3 separate regions of the Zea mays genome follow, and all the other regions are linked to region 1. A link is a contact called in public Hi-C data. All regions are on one chromosome and are shown on one strand. The core of a region is the stretch at or near the end of the contact, and the rest is flanking DNA. Distances in the headings are between cores, read along the strand shown.

Region 1 (4,347 bases), core at 898-3,397:
CTTGCCTTATTGTCCTTGAGCTCAATTTTGGAACCAAAATACCTGAAATTACAAATTGTGTGGTCAGTGGATAAAGATACACAAGTCAAATTGCAGCATAAAAAAAAGTCAGTGAGATCCTTACCAATCAATAAGTCTTTCCCGTTGGGTTTAGTGTCTGTGAACATCCATGCAAATGAGACAGCCATAGTTGTAATTAGAAGTGCAAATACAGCTTCTAGTTTCCTCACCCCATAGTTTTCGAGCGAAAGAAAAATAAAGCTGACAAGAGGTAACATAAAGGTCAATGATGGTACAAATAAAAAAGTTTACTTAATTGTCATAACACACTTAATTGAAGACGATGTATTTAAGTATATCAAAGTAATACTGTCCAGGTGCAAAGCACAAGGAAGAAGTTAACACAGACCGCATTTGTTATTACGCTTAAAGAAATGCACTTGTAGTTGTTATCTTGCAAACATTTGGATAGATGTGTATGTCACTCTATAAGCCAAGTATCACAATCCAGAAAACTCTGGAACGGGATTGAAAAAAAATCTCACAACAAAGCCTCTCCAAGTTTTTTTAAGCAGTAAAAGGCCCAATGTCTCGGCAAAGTGTTGCATGAGCACTGAATACGAACAAAGAAGAAAGCAGATGGATGTCACATTCATGTAGTATTCTAATAGCTGCTGTTAAATAGCATCTGATTTCTAACCATCAGCAGCATCGCTCCATTGGAGAAAAGGGAGCACAACACACTAATTAACATAATCATACACACCTTTAGGACAAACAACAACAACAAAAAACAGTTGGCTATAAGACCAAAAAAAAATTAAGAGAAAGGAGCACCAATTATTTGGAGAGCGGAACCCAACATGGGAAGCCAAAGTGAATTGATAGAAAACATTCACATAATTGAGTACCAGTCGTTGGGAACTCTCAAAATATACTCTTTTGCTTGGAAAAGAATATTTGACACAGCTTGTTAACAAAAACTAACCGGTGGTTTAGGGTCTTATATAGAACAAATTAAGGGGGTGAAGCATACGGCATATTTGCATATAAAAATGAAAATTTGACCACCAATAACCTAAAGCAACGCCACGTGAATTTTTGGCACTCTTTTTCTGGTCCAAAAGTCAAAAAATGAAACGTGAAGGTTACAACCAGTGGTGAAATCATTTTTTATGCCCACTGTCAAAGCAGGTAAGTGTCTCCAAACTTCCTAGTATACCATAGCACACAATAAATTCGAAGTGGATGTGGATCAAGGGCTGCAAGTGCAACATCAATGGTGATTGGTAACTGAGACAACTAAAGTACAACCTCACCACACAAAAAATGAAACGTTCCTCGAAGTTGAGAAGGGCGGAAAACAATTATCCTCACACATTTCTAAGCAACTGAGATCTAATTTAGACTACTCTAGCAAGGATTAAACGAATTCCCCAATGCCGATCAAAGAGAAAGCGATGGTATGTTTTCCCCAAAAGAAAACGATTTTGAAACTATCGTGTGATCCAGTACCAATTGGCATGAAGAACTGGAAGATGGAAGAACAGATCAAGGAAGAAACAAAAACTGAGAACTGACCAATCCAAGGCGGTGATGACGACGCCGGCCCAGAGCGGCAGGTACCCGCGGCTGAGGATCTTGATGGCGATGGCGCTGCCGATGACCTCCTGGATGTCCGCGCCGACCATGGCGACCTCGGCCATGAGCCAGAGCGCGCGGCGCGCCCAGTCAGGGTACTCGTCGCGGCAGAGCTCGGCGAGGTGACGGCCTGTGGCGACGCCGAGGCGCGCGGCGAGGAGCTGCACGAGGAGGCCCATGGCGGTGGCCCACATGAGCAGCCACAGCAGCGTGTCCCCGGCGACGGCGCCCGCCTGGAGGTCGCCCTCGAGGTTGCCCGGGTCCAGGAACGCGATGCTCATGAGGAACCCGGGGCCCGTGAAGAGCCAGAGCTTCCGCCACGAGAAGGGCGGCGGTGACGACCCCGAGGACGAGCAGAGCTCCGCGCCGTCGCCATCGCCGTCGACGTCCTCCGGGTCCGGCCCGCCCGAGATGGACACGATGACCTTCTCAGCCGCCTCGTACGCGCGCTCCTCGAGATCCTCGTCGTCGTAGTCCGGCGCCGGGGCGGGGAGCAGCGCGCGCGCCTCCTCGACGGCCCTGGCCGCGGCCGCGGCGGAGGCGGAGTCCACGGCACCGTCGTCGGTGGCGGCCATCGAGATGCGTCGCGAGTTGGACCTTGGACCTGGACGACGCGGGCGGGGCGGGTAAGGCACGTGGTTGGCACGTGCCCGCCTCGGTTCAGCCGTTTCGGATGCTTTGCTTTTGGACCTGCTCTTCAAGTGATAATGCCTTTGTCCCTTCTCGGGACTCTCCAGCAGACTTCCTGTGCTACCGTATATCTCATCCTTTATTTTAAATTAACTATGTAAAGAACATCATTAATATAAAAAAATGGTTTGTATGTTTGTACATGCAAAATATTATTTGACATTATAGACATCACTATTTGCCGTTCTCGTTTACCAGAATTTAAATATATTTAATCTTTTTTATATAATGATACCTGTAATATCTAATTAATACTATTAAATAGATATTTAAATATATTTTATTATAAATTTACTTTTAAATATTACTGTTGAGCAATATTTATGATATCGAGTATGTTTGGACGGTCCGGTCCTGAGGCCCGGACGATTCGGCTCGCTGATGGTCCGCCCTATAGGCGCGAACGGTCCGCGAATAGATCGAATCAGCGGTTAAGACTCCTATCTTCTCGCGTGTTTGGCCCTCTAATCGCAGGAGCTATTGAAGAACGCTTCCCCTTATATATTTGAAGGGGTATGACCGATTGAAGGACCAACAATCGATCAATCAATCAATATACCTCTAGTTTTTTACATTTTACCCTAGTAGTAGACAGTAACTTATATCCCTCTCTATAGTCTTCACCTCTCTCTGGCTCTACGTCGTTTAGAGGCGTCTTAGGTGGCCTGCCAATCACAAGACAAACCTAGGATCTCTCCTCCCCGACAGGTCCCTCTCGGAAGCGAGATCCAGGTGTTGTTCGGTGAACTCTGTCGTCCCTGCGCACGCGCAGACTGTCCGGCTCGTCAAGCAGGAACCCTTGCCTCGGCGCCAGGTCGCGGACCATCCGGCCCTCGGTCACGAACCGTCCGCTCTTCCACAGAGAGCACCATCGCCGGTACTCATCGCAGTGATTGGCGTCCGGATCGGCGTCAACATACTTTTTGGCGACTCTGCTGGGGAAGTTGCGTCATATCGGCCCTCAATGACCGGTTCAAAAGATAGCTCTGATGTCCCCCCAGCAACATCATCGAGTCGACTTGGGAAACCTTGCCGGCCGAAAAACAACTGGAGTTCGAGGAGCACCAGGAGTAGCTGGTCAAGGAAGCAAAAGCAAAGTTCCAGGCCAAATTCAAAGTGGACAGGAACAACAAGGTCGTTCGATAATGGGAAAAGGCAGCTGGTCGACTGGTCAAATCTGGCCCAACCTTTGATCAATTATTATCTAAATATGTGAAAAAAGGTCGGTCCAAGTGACCGGTCACCAAAGCGACCTCGCTCACCTACTCATGAACATGCCAACAGGTAAGACAGGTTGGACCATCTGTAACACCCTAAATTTGGTGGTATAAAAATTTCTTCTCTAATGCCTACCAAATTCAGGTGTTACCTCTTGTTTCTCTCTCTCTAGATTTCTTTTCTCTCTTTTTTTCTCTCTCTCTAGATTTCTTTTCTCTCTTTTTTATTAGAATTAAGTCACTAGGTGAGCAATTAACTATTTATTTATTATATCAAAACCAATGTGAGTCATAAAATGTTGCATCATGCTAAGCCAACTTATTCTTTTGTTTTGATGCACATGTTTGAAATTGTTTGAATTTAAATTTGGTTTGAATTTGATTTGAAATCCATAGAGAAAATAAAAAAGAAAATCATTTAGAAAATCCCAGGAAAAAGAAAAACGAATTTCGTCAATTAAGCCCAACCTAGTCCAGATAGGCCGCACACGCGCGCCCGCTCCGCTTGACAGGTGGGTCCCATCTGTCAGCGACGGCCCACGTTCGCGCTCCCTCCCTCTCTCCCTCCCGCTGCCCGGTGGGGCTGGCTTGTCGGCGCCGGTTTCTTCGCGCGCGCGCCCGCTCTCTCTCTCTATCTATCTCTCTCTCTGCCCGGTGGGTCCGCTCTATCACCGCTGACCGCCCGTTCGCGTACGCGCCCTTGCTGGCTCGTGGACCCCACCTATCAGCCTCCTCCACTTCCCTAACGTCCCGCCCGCGCACTCCGCCGTGGACGCGCCCACGTCGCGCGTTTCTCGAC
Region 2 (4,655 bases), core at 566-3,065, 190 kb after region 1:
TCCTTCATCAATTTTACTAGATTTTATGAAGCTGAAACGATCCTAAACAAAACTGTATCATAAATATCTTATTTTATTATATTCATTTAGCCAAACCCGAGATTCTTTAACTTTGTAAGAAAGTTCAAAGTGGCTTAAAGGTTTGTGACAAAAGGAGTAAGAACATGTTGTCCTCGCTTATGAATAGAGTTTATGCACGTACTATTGGGAAACTATTGTCCTAATCGGCTCAGCACTCATAGATAGTTTAAGACTAAATAGTGAAAGATATATCACCGTCGCTTTATAAATAAAAAGGACATCGTTGTCAGATTTTAGAACTATTTATCCCTACTAGCTAGAATACAACCTACCACTATACTATGTATCACCATTGGGTTCTATTGCCAACCCGTTATGATTCCCTCATTACCGGATCCGAAGTTTATTTTGAACACATGCTCATATCTCTCTCACTTGTTCTTCTCTCTCCATATTTTATATATGTCCTCTCTATCCTGCTCTCGACCAGCTAGTCTCCTCTCTCTAGATTCTGCAGTCAAGCTTCCAATCTACAAGCCTCTCCACTATCCTCATCCCCTTATCTCACTAGGGATGTGGGGGTTGGTCTAGCGCAAGGGCACAAGCGAGAAAGAGGATAGGTAGAGCTATCGGCGTGAGGGTATGAGGGCACGATGGAGATCCCCACCGAGCAACGATGTCTTCGCATCACTTGGCGAGGCGGGTGAAGACCTAGCTCCCGAATTATCGAAATAGTGACTCGACGAGGTGGGCAGCAACCTAGCCCCCGAGCTATCGAAGTAGTGACTCGATGAGGCGGGCAACAGCCTAGGCCCCAAGCTGTCAAAGTAGTGACTCGGCAAGGCCGGTGAGGCGGGCAGCAGCCCAGCCCCCGAGCTGTCAAAGTAGTGACTCGATGGGGCAGGTAGTGGTCTAGCCCCGAGCCATCGGAGTGGTCGGCGAGCTTGATGTTTGATCATGTAACTTTGAGCATTGAACTTTGAAGATCCTTTTATGACTTACTTATGACCTGCATGTAGTTAAGGATATTTTTATGGCATGAAAAAAATGTAGGAAAATTGCTATGCAAGAAGGAGATTTGTTTGAGTTATGACGTAATAATTGAGTATGTGCTGTGGAGGCACAGCGAGAGTGTGTAACGCTGTTTATGAGAGCGAGAATTGTGTCTACACAAGTTTACTATTGTGTTTGGGGAAAAAATAAATATGAAAAAAGAAATATGGGTTAAAGGTTAATTGGATTGTTGCTGTTACATCTATCTTGATCAGACAACTAAAGTATCTTAGATAGATGAAGAATTACGAGGCCGAAGCACTGGTCCTCTCGTCAGGGAGGCGCTAGGGCCCAGGCTGGTGGCCAGGTAGCCTCGAGCCCACGGGGAACGTTGCCAGCTGGGAAAAAAATTTGGTGCAGCACTGCTGCAAACCAGAGTGGTTTGCAGCCTCTCACAAAAAGGTGGATGGACCCCACCTGCAGATCCACCAGATAACATTTTTGTTGCTGCGGGTGGGGTCTATCCTCTTTTTTGTGAGAAGCTGCAAACACTCTGATTTGCAGCAGTGCTGCACCAAATTTTTTTCCGCCAGCTGCTCTGCTCCTGTTCGTGCTCGGCCGGACTGCTCGTGCGCCGGCGACCGGGCGAGGCGTACGGGCTCCTACCGCCCGCTGGGCCACGTGGGCTCCCAAAAGGCCAAAGTGGCAGGACATTGTGGTGGCCCGCGCCTCGGATTTTCGGAAATATTTTTTCGCTAGCCGTCCCGCCTAATCACACACTGGCACACATTGACAGACCACCGTCAGGGCTGTCAGATGCTCTCGGTCCCCTCCCCCCCCCCCCCCCCCCCCCCCCACCACACACAAAATTTTAATCCCAGGGGCCGCGAAGGAAAAGAAAAAAAAACTGGTCCCCTCCGCCCTCCGCCGTACCACCGCGCCTCCGCATTTCGCATCAAGCCAGAGCGGGGGCAGAGGCGCCTCTCCCGCCGGAGACCCGAGCGAGAACCGCCGCTTCCCCCTCCTTCTCCTCATTTTGAAATCGCGTTTTGGCGGCCTATCTCCTCCGCACCGCGCACCATCTCTCCTCCGCTGCAACGCTACTTAACCGCCTCGATTTGCTCCCCATTTCCCCGTCCAGCCTAGATAGACCTGAGCCGAAACCCTAGGACCCCGCGCCTCCGCTTCCGCTTCCCCCTCTCCCGCAGCTGACGAGGCCGACGATGGGGGACAAGGAGAACGCACCTCCCTTGGGGGCCCGGGGCGCGGCGGCGCCCCGGCTCACGCGGGCCGCGGCCAAGCGAGCTGCGGCGGCGGCGGCGGCGGCGGAGGGTCCGGGCGACGCCAAGCGGCGGCGGGTGGCGCTCGGGGAGCTCCCGGCGCTCGCCAACAACGCCGGCCTCCGCGCGCCGTCCTGCCCCGTCAAGCCCTCGAAGCCTGCGTCCAGGCCCGGGAGGCACGCGAGGAATGTTGCGCCGGAGGCCCGCGGGCCCTCCTCCGCCCACGAGGCCGAGCGCTGCGCGTCCTCCCCGCCGCGCACCGCCGACGCCGACGCCGAGTCTAACTCCGTCTCCAACCCCGCGCCGCGCGCCACCGCCTACGCCGACTCCTGCGCTTCCTCCTCGCCGCCGCGCGCCGCCGCCGCCGGGGCGCCCGCCGACCCCCAGCTCTGCGGGTCCTACGCCTCCGACATCTACACCTACCTCCGCTCCCTGGAGGTACTCAGCTCCGTTCTTCTCCAACCCCTGGCATCTCCGCGGATTCGACATCTGCGCCGATCTGACGCTGGCTTGCTACGGATTTGGGGCTGCGGGTGCAGGTGGAGCCGCAGCGGCGGTCCAGACCCGATTACATCGAGGCGGTGCAGGCGGACGTTACGGCGCACATGCGCGGCATCCTCGTCGACTGGCTGGTCGAGGTCGCCGAGGAGTATAAGCTCGTCGCCGACACCCTGTACCTCGCCATCTCCTATGTGGATCGCTTCCTCTCCGTCAATGCGCTCGGCCGCGACAAGCTGCAGCTCCTTGGCGTCGCCTCCATGCTCATTGCTGCGTAAGTGCCACTTGCCATCCGCATTGTGTCATTTGCTTCTAATTCTAGGGCATTGCACAATTGGGGATTGATTTGGGTCCGGCGCTCACAGGAAGTATGAGGAGATCAGCCCGCCGCACCCGGAGGACTTTTGCTACATCACAGACAACACCTACACCAAAGAGGAGCTCCTCAAGATGGAGAGCGATATACTCAAGCTTCTCAAGTTCGAGTTGGGCAATCCTACCATTAAGACCTTCCTGAGGTGGCACGCTCACTGACCCACAAGTTCATAATTTCATGTAATTGCTTATTTCCATTTGACAGTGTTGGCTAATGGGTTATCTGCTACCACATATCTCTTTTGTTTTGCTGATTTCAGGCGGTTCACAAGATCTGCCCATGAAGACAAGAAGGTTGCTAACCCATTCTTATTTATGGTATCCAATTCTAACTGTTCTCTCTTCTTTCAACGTGCATTGATGTCTGATGTTTTTTTTTGCATCCCTGTTGCAGCGCTCCATCTTGTTAATGGAATTCTTGGGGAGCTACCTGGCTGAGTTGAGTCTACTGGATTATGGCTGTCTCCGATTCTTGCCATCAGTAGTTGCTGCTTCAGTTATGTTCGTTGCTAGGCTGACCATTGATCCAAATGCCAATCCTTGGGTAAGGAACCGAAGGATCTTATTGATGCATGCAAAGGACCGCCCTGTTTCTCAAAGCTCATTTATCCTGCATTTTTATATGTAATTATTATAGAACATGAAGCTGCAGAAGACGACAGGCTACAAAGTTTCTGAACTCAAGGATTGCATCGTAGCCATACGTGACTTGCAGCTCAACAGGAAATTTCCATCATTAACGGCAATTCGAGACAAGTACAAGCAACACAAGGTATACACACCTCCTAAAGTCTAGTGGTCTTCCTTATATATGAATGTTAATGTCGTAATGGCACTATGATGCTAACCCTGCAATCATTTGGAACAGTTCAAATGTGTGTCAACGCTTCTTCCCCCTGTTGTGGTCCCTACTTCATACTTTGAAGACTTAGCTGAGTAGCTGCTCTTGGACTGCACCACTGTGAGGCTAACAATCTGAGCTCTCCTTGAGCTCTTAGGGACGGGAGAATAACTGTGTTATGAGCTTCTTCTCAGTTAAGTAGGGTTCCAAAAGCTATTTAAGTGAGGTTCTTTAGGAATCGCAGCTGAGTTACTAGTAGTGAGGCCAGGCATTCTCTTGTTTTGTGAATTGTATTCTTTGTATGATATCCTAGTCACATCTTGCCTTGGTCTGTTGCCCACAATGTAATGTTTGATACGTTAGACCTTTCCGTCTGATTGATCTCAGTAACAAATTCTGTTACTCCATCCATCCAAAAAAGAATGCAATTCTAGCATAGTACCAAGTTAAAGTATCTTGAGTTTCACTAATTATATATATAAAAAATATCAATATTCATTAGATTTGCCGTGGTATATATTTCCATAGCATACCTATTTGGTGCCATAAACATTTTTTCAACTATATATAGTACATATTTGGTCAAACTTTAGGTACTTTAACAAAGAATGTGCCTAGAATTGCATTCGATTTGGGGGCGGAGGTAG
Region 3 (4,224 bases), core at 597-3,096, 190 kb before region 1:
ACAACATACACACATATATCACACTGAATCGCTGAAGCCGCAAAGCTCAGTACTACCAGTCTACCTCAACGGGCAAAGGAAGAAGAAAAGAAAAAAAACCCATACTAGTGGAGTGGTTACAACAAGAGGTGAGCAGCGACACACGGTTAATAAAACCATCGTCATCCAGTTCCACACTTTCCATTCATTCATCCATCCTTCCTTCCTTCCTGCTGTTAGGAGCGAGCTCGCACGGTGGCCCGGCAGTAGGGGCAGTCGGCGCGGGACCGCAGCCAGCGCTGCAGGCAGGCGGAGTGGAAGACGTGCCCGCAGCGCAGCTGCGTGAGCCCGCCGCCGGCGCCGCACCTCTCCAGGCATATGGAGCAGTCAGAAGCTGCGTCCGCGGGCGCGGCTCGCCCGTCTTCTGCTTCCTGTACCGCGGAGGCCGCCGGTTTGGGGAACACAGGGATGGGTTCACGTTCACCGGGCTGGAACTGGAACTGGAAGCAGCTGGTTTGACCGCCGCCCGAAGAGGCGTCAACGACGGGGCGAGCGAGTCCTCCAGCTCCAGCCCAGAGTGTCTGCAGCGGCCATGTCTTGTGCCTGCAAGCAACGGACGAGAGCACACACAGCAAGCGTAGATGTAGATTGATGAGCGTGTTGCCAGATTTAATTACGTGCAGCTAATAAGAGTTTGGTTAACGCACGAGGACCTTCGTCCCGCCGCCAGGACCAGGTCCACGCTGCCGAGCCTCTGAAGGAGCCGTTCCCTGGCCTGCTGCACGGCGTCGGGAAGCCGGCCGTGGTCCGACCCCGACGTGCTGCGGTGGTGAAGCCCTGCGCTGGAGGCCGTGTGAAGAAGCCCTGCTGCCTTTCCGACTGGCCCCGGAGGCTTGGCTGCAGCAGCGTGATCCCTTTGGTGCCCTGGAACATCATGCTCCTGTGCAGCTAGATTCAGTAGCTAAACTACTGCCAAGCTTTGTTCGCAAATGTAGATGAATTGAAGGGAACACATCAACACACACACATGATAACACAAATTTGCCCATTCAAGTTTATACCAATTGTACAAGCCCACATCGTTTTTACACTCTCTTTTCTTTTGACTAATATTTTGAGAGGCTGCAATCATCCATGCCAGGGATTCATCCATGCTTTCTAACTTAGGATATCCTCTGTTTTTTTTTTTTGCCTGCTAGGTTCGCTACAATAATACTCTGCCTAGTTCGAGATGGACTATGAGCTAACTTCTCATTCAAGCGGTGCCGAATATTCCAGGACGCTGGTGGACTCCTCGATGCTCCTGAAGAACGAGGAGGCTAGGCCTAGGCCTTCATCGAAACCGAATTACTGATGGACTCCTCAACCATAAGGGTGTACAGTACAGTACACTAGACATCTGCATCCATCGGCAGCTCTGCTCCACCAAGAAAACACCAACCTTTTTTCTCCGTTACGGATACGATCTGCAGTCTGCTGGAAGACCGGAGTTTTGGAATCAAGAAGAAAACCCTCCGGTTTCTTCACTCGGGGAAAACGCAAAAGGCCGCGGCTTTAATTTACTTATTTATTTATGTAAGCAAACAAAACGGCAGGAGGTGAGAGGGAACGGAACGGCAGCGTGTTGTTGGGTACTCGGTCAGTACTCACCGGCTTCTGGTGAGAGGAGGAGAGGGAGCCGCTGCGGCGGCGGCGGCGGGGGCGGCGGGGGTCGGGAGGCTCGGGACCCGGGTCGTCAGGCGGCGCCGGCGCGGGGCGGCGCTGGAAGTAGACGAGCTTGGAGGCGATCGGCATGCAGGAGGGGCAGCTGAGAGCTGAGAGGGGAGAGGAGCCTAGCCGTGGCGAACTGTTACAGCTCCACCCCAGCTGCTTTCTTTCTCTCAGCTCTCAGCTCATATAGTGGCGTCGTCGGTCAGTGCTGAATTGCCTTTCTTGGTGTACTCCTTCGCGATGGGGGTTATTCAGGGGGTCAATCTTGTCGCTAATCTTGTTCGTAGAAAGCGACAGATATTTCGTGTCTGTTTTCTTTCCGTGCGCTGCAAGTGCGAGGTCAGACGGGAGAACTGTAGACGCGTGGAGGTGGACGGGAGAAAGGCAAATCCAGGGCGTCCAGCACATATTATGCAAATGGAACTGGCAAGAGCAACGTCATCAGTTACAGTTAGGCTTATTAAGCTGACGGTTACTTCAGGAGTTAATGCTACCCTCCTCTTTTTGCGCTTTTACTCCATCGGTGCTTTTGCTTGAAAAACACACACTCTCCGCATCGTACTCGCTCTCTCCCTCCAAAATTAAAATCCTTTTTTACCGTTTTAGTATATTTGTCTATATCCCTTATCACCCATACAAATGGAGACATAAAAATTTAGAGCTAAAACGACTTCTAGTTTAGAGCGGAGGGAGTACAATAGTATATGTCGAAGAGGAAATCTTCGGCCGGGTGGCGGAATGCACCCGCCCTAAATCCTAAGATGAGGAGGGACCTAAGCGTTTTGCTTGTCTGCTAAGCGATGAACGAATCATAAGAACACACAACAGTTTAGAGTGGTTCGGGCCGCCGGAGCATAATACCCTACTCCACTGTGTGATGTATTGAGCTCGGGAGCTTGTATGAACTTGTGAGCCTGAGATGGATCTAAGTGTGTCTGAGTCTTGTAACGTTGCGTGCCTCCCCTTTTATAGCTAAAGGGGGGCATGTACAAGGGTGCTGAGCCCCGACATGCGGGCCCAGGGACATAACAGATGTAACACTTGAAGCAACTAATGCTGGTCGCCAGTGCAATCTTCTTGTGCCCTGATATCTGCGGTCTACGTAGCATTGGCGTGCAGCGGAAGTTTCCCTAGCAACGTACGAGTGATGATGAGCACAGTGCACCTCGCAATACGGGCGTACTGCCTGCCAACGAAATTGACAGGCACGCCGCCTGCGGGACGGTCTGGTCGTCGCCTGCCAGCAGAGTGGACAGGGCACATTTAATGCTGAGGCGGCACATCGCTTGTCAGTGGAGTAGACAGGGTGCATTTAATGTTGAGGCGGCACATCACCTGCCAGTTTGACAGGCGACACGCCTCACCCGCAATAAATGCGCGCGGCCCAGAGGCCTTACGTCCGGCTCCGCCCGTTGGCTTACGTCACAGGCAGCTGGCCACGTGGCAGCATCGGGTCTCCGCCTGAGCGGGGAGCAGAGACGTACGCAATATGGTTCGGAAACGTGTCGGCTCCGGACCCCCGCCTGGCCTTGATTAAGGTCCGGGTACTCCTCCTAGAATCCCGGGAGCTTGTTGTGAGCGACTTGGGCCCCACACAGGGAGGTCCGGTTCCCGTCTCGGGGGTCCAGTTTATACTCGCGGAGGTCCTGGATCCTGCCCGGAGGTTCGGGCTGTGTATCCAGGGGTCCGACACTTTCCCGTGGGGGGCCGGACCCACTGTTGACACCATGGAGTATATTGTCTCCTCCGGCCACGTGGCGGCCCCAGTGCCGCCCATGTGGCGGGGTCAGCCGCTGTTTGCCACATGGCTAGAGGCAGCCGCATGGACTCCGCGCTTTCACACTGTAGTAAGGGGTACCCCTGATTCAGGGTACCGACAGTGGCCCCCGGGCCCGCCTTAGGGGAGGAAACGAGCCTGCAGGTGGGGCCAAAGCTTGATTGGCGATTGGCACGCTGCTTCTGTGCGCTTGCTGACACAATAACTGCCAGCTCGCCTCTGGTCACGCCAACTGTCACGCCTATCCCCGCGGCTGACTGACCCGTGGTCTCCGCACTTGATGGTTTTGCTGAGCCACGCGCGGGGTGCCTCGATGCCACTGCATTGGTTTTGAAAGTTCACCTTTTTTGTCCTTTGCGGCGGCCCTGAGGGGGCGCAGTATGGGCGCGAGCAGCGATTCGACTTCTCTGCACCCAGGGGCCGGCGCCCAAGGAGGATGACTCGTGGGCCCGGGCCCCCGTGTCAGAGACTGTGCTGTTGGTTTTCGGCGGGGATGAAGAGGCGTGGCGGTTCGCTCCTCGCGTGGCGGTTCGCCTTCTTCGCACACGGAGGCCGACACCCAAGGAGAATGACTCGTGGGCCCGGCCCCCCGTGTCAGAGGTTGGTCCGTTGCTTTCGACAGAGATGAAGAGGCACGGCGGTTCGCTCCTCACGTGGCGGTTTGCCCTCTTCGCACACGGAGACCGACGCCCAAGGAGTATGACTCATGGGCCCGGGCCGCCATGCCAGGGGCTGGGTCACCTTGGCGCGCATCGGGC

What was found. A called contact is a pair of places that touch in the nucleus more often than the background predicts.
Region 2: a contact with region 1 is called in a Hi-C map of ear, with 4 times the contacts expected there. The contact joins the promoter of LOC100280674 here to the promoter of LOC100383075 in region 1. A contact is called at or near these places in 12 of 25 Hi-C or Micro-C datasets (ear, endosperm, leaf and 3 more).
Region 3: a contact with region 1 is called in a Hi-C map of leaf, with 6 times the contacts expected there. The contact joins the promoter of LOC100192938 here to the promoter of LOC100383075 in region 1. A contact is called at or near these places in 5 of 25 Hi-C or Micro-C datasets (ear, leaf and tassel).

The regions. Positions count from the first base shown.
Region 1 is chr1:165,221,370-165,225,716 of Zm-B73-REFERENCE-NAM-5.0, forward strand. It overlaps LOC100383075, which reads right to left and starts at 2,148. Exons shown (of 4, transcript NM_001175746.1): 1 at 1,582-2,148; 2 at 125-261; 3 at 1-42. The coding sequence starts at 1,922.
Region 2 is chr1:165,415,645-165,420,299 of Zm-B73-REFERENCE-NAM-5.0, forward strand. It overlaps LOC100280674 (cyclin-A2), which reads left to right and starts at 1,816. Exons shown (of 7, transcript NM_001408116.1): 1 at 1,816-2,732; 2 at 2,834-3,066; 3 at 3,158-3,310; 4 at 3,428-3,485; 5 at 3,562-3,711; 6 at 3,805-3,939; 7 at 4,036-4,461. The coding sequence starts at 2,238. The coding sequence ends at 4,107.
Region 3 is chr1:165,030,706-165,034,929 of Zm-B73-REFERENCE-NAM-5.0, forward strand. LOC100192938 (putative RING zinc finger domain superfamily protein) reads right to left here and starts at 1,847. Exons shown (of 3, transcript NM_001138119.2): 1 at 1,630-1,847; 2 at 693-919; 3 at 1-582. The coding sequence starts at 1,773. The coding sequence ends at 216.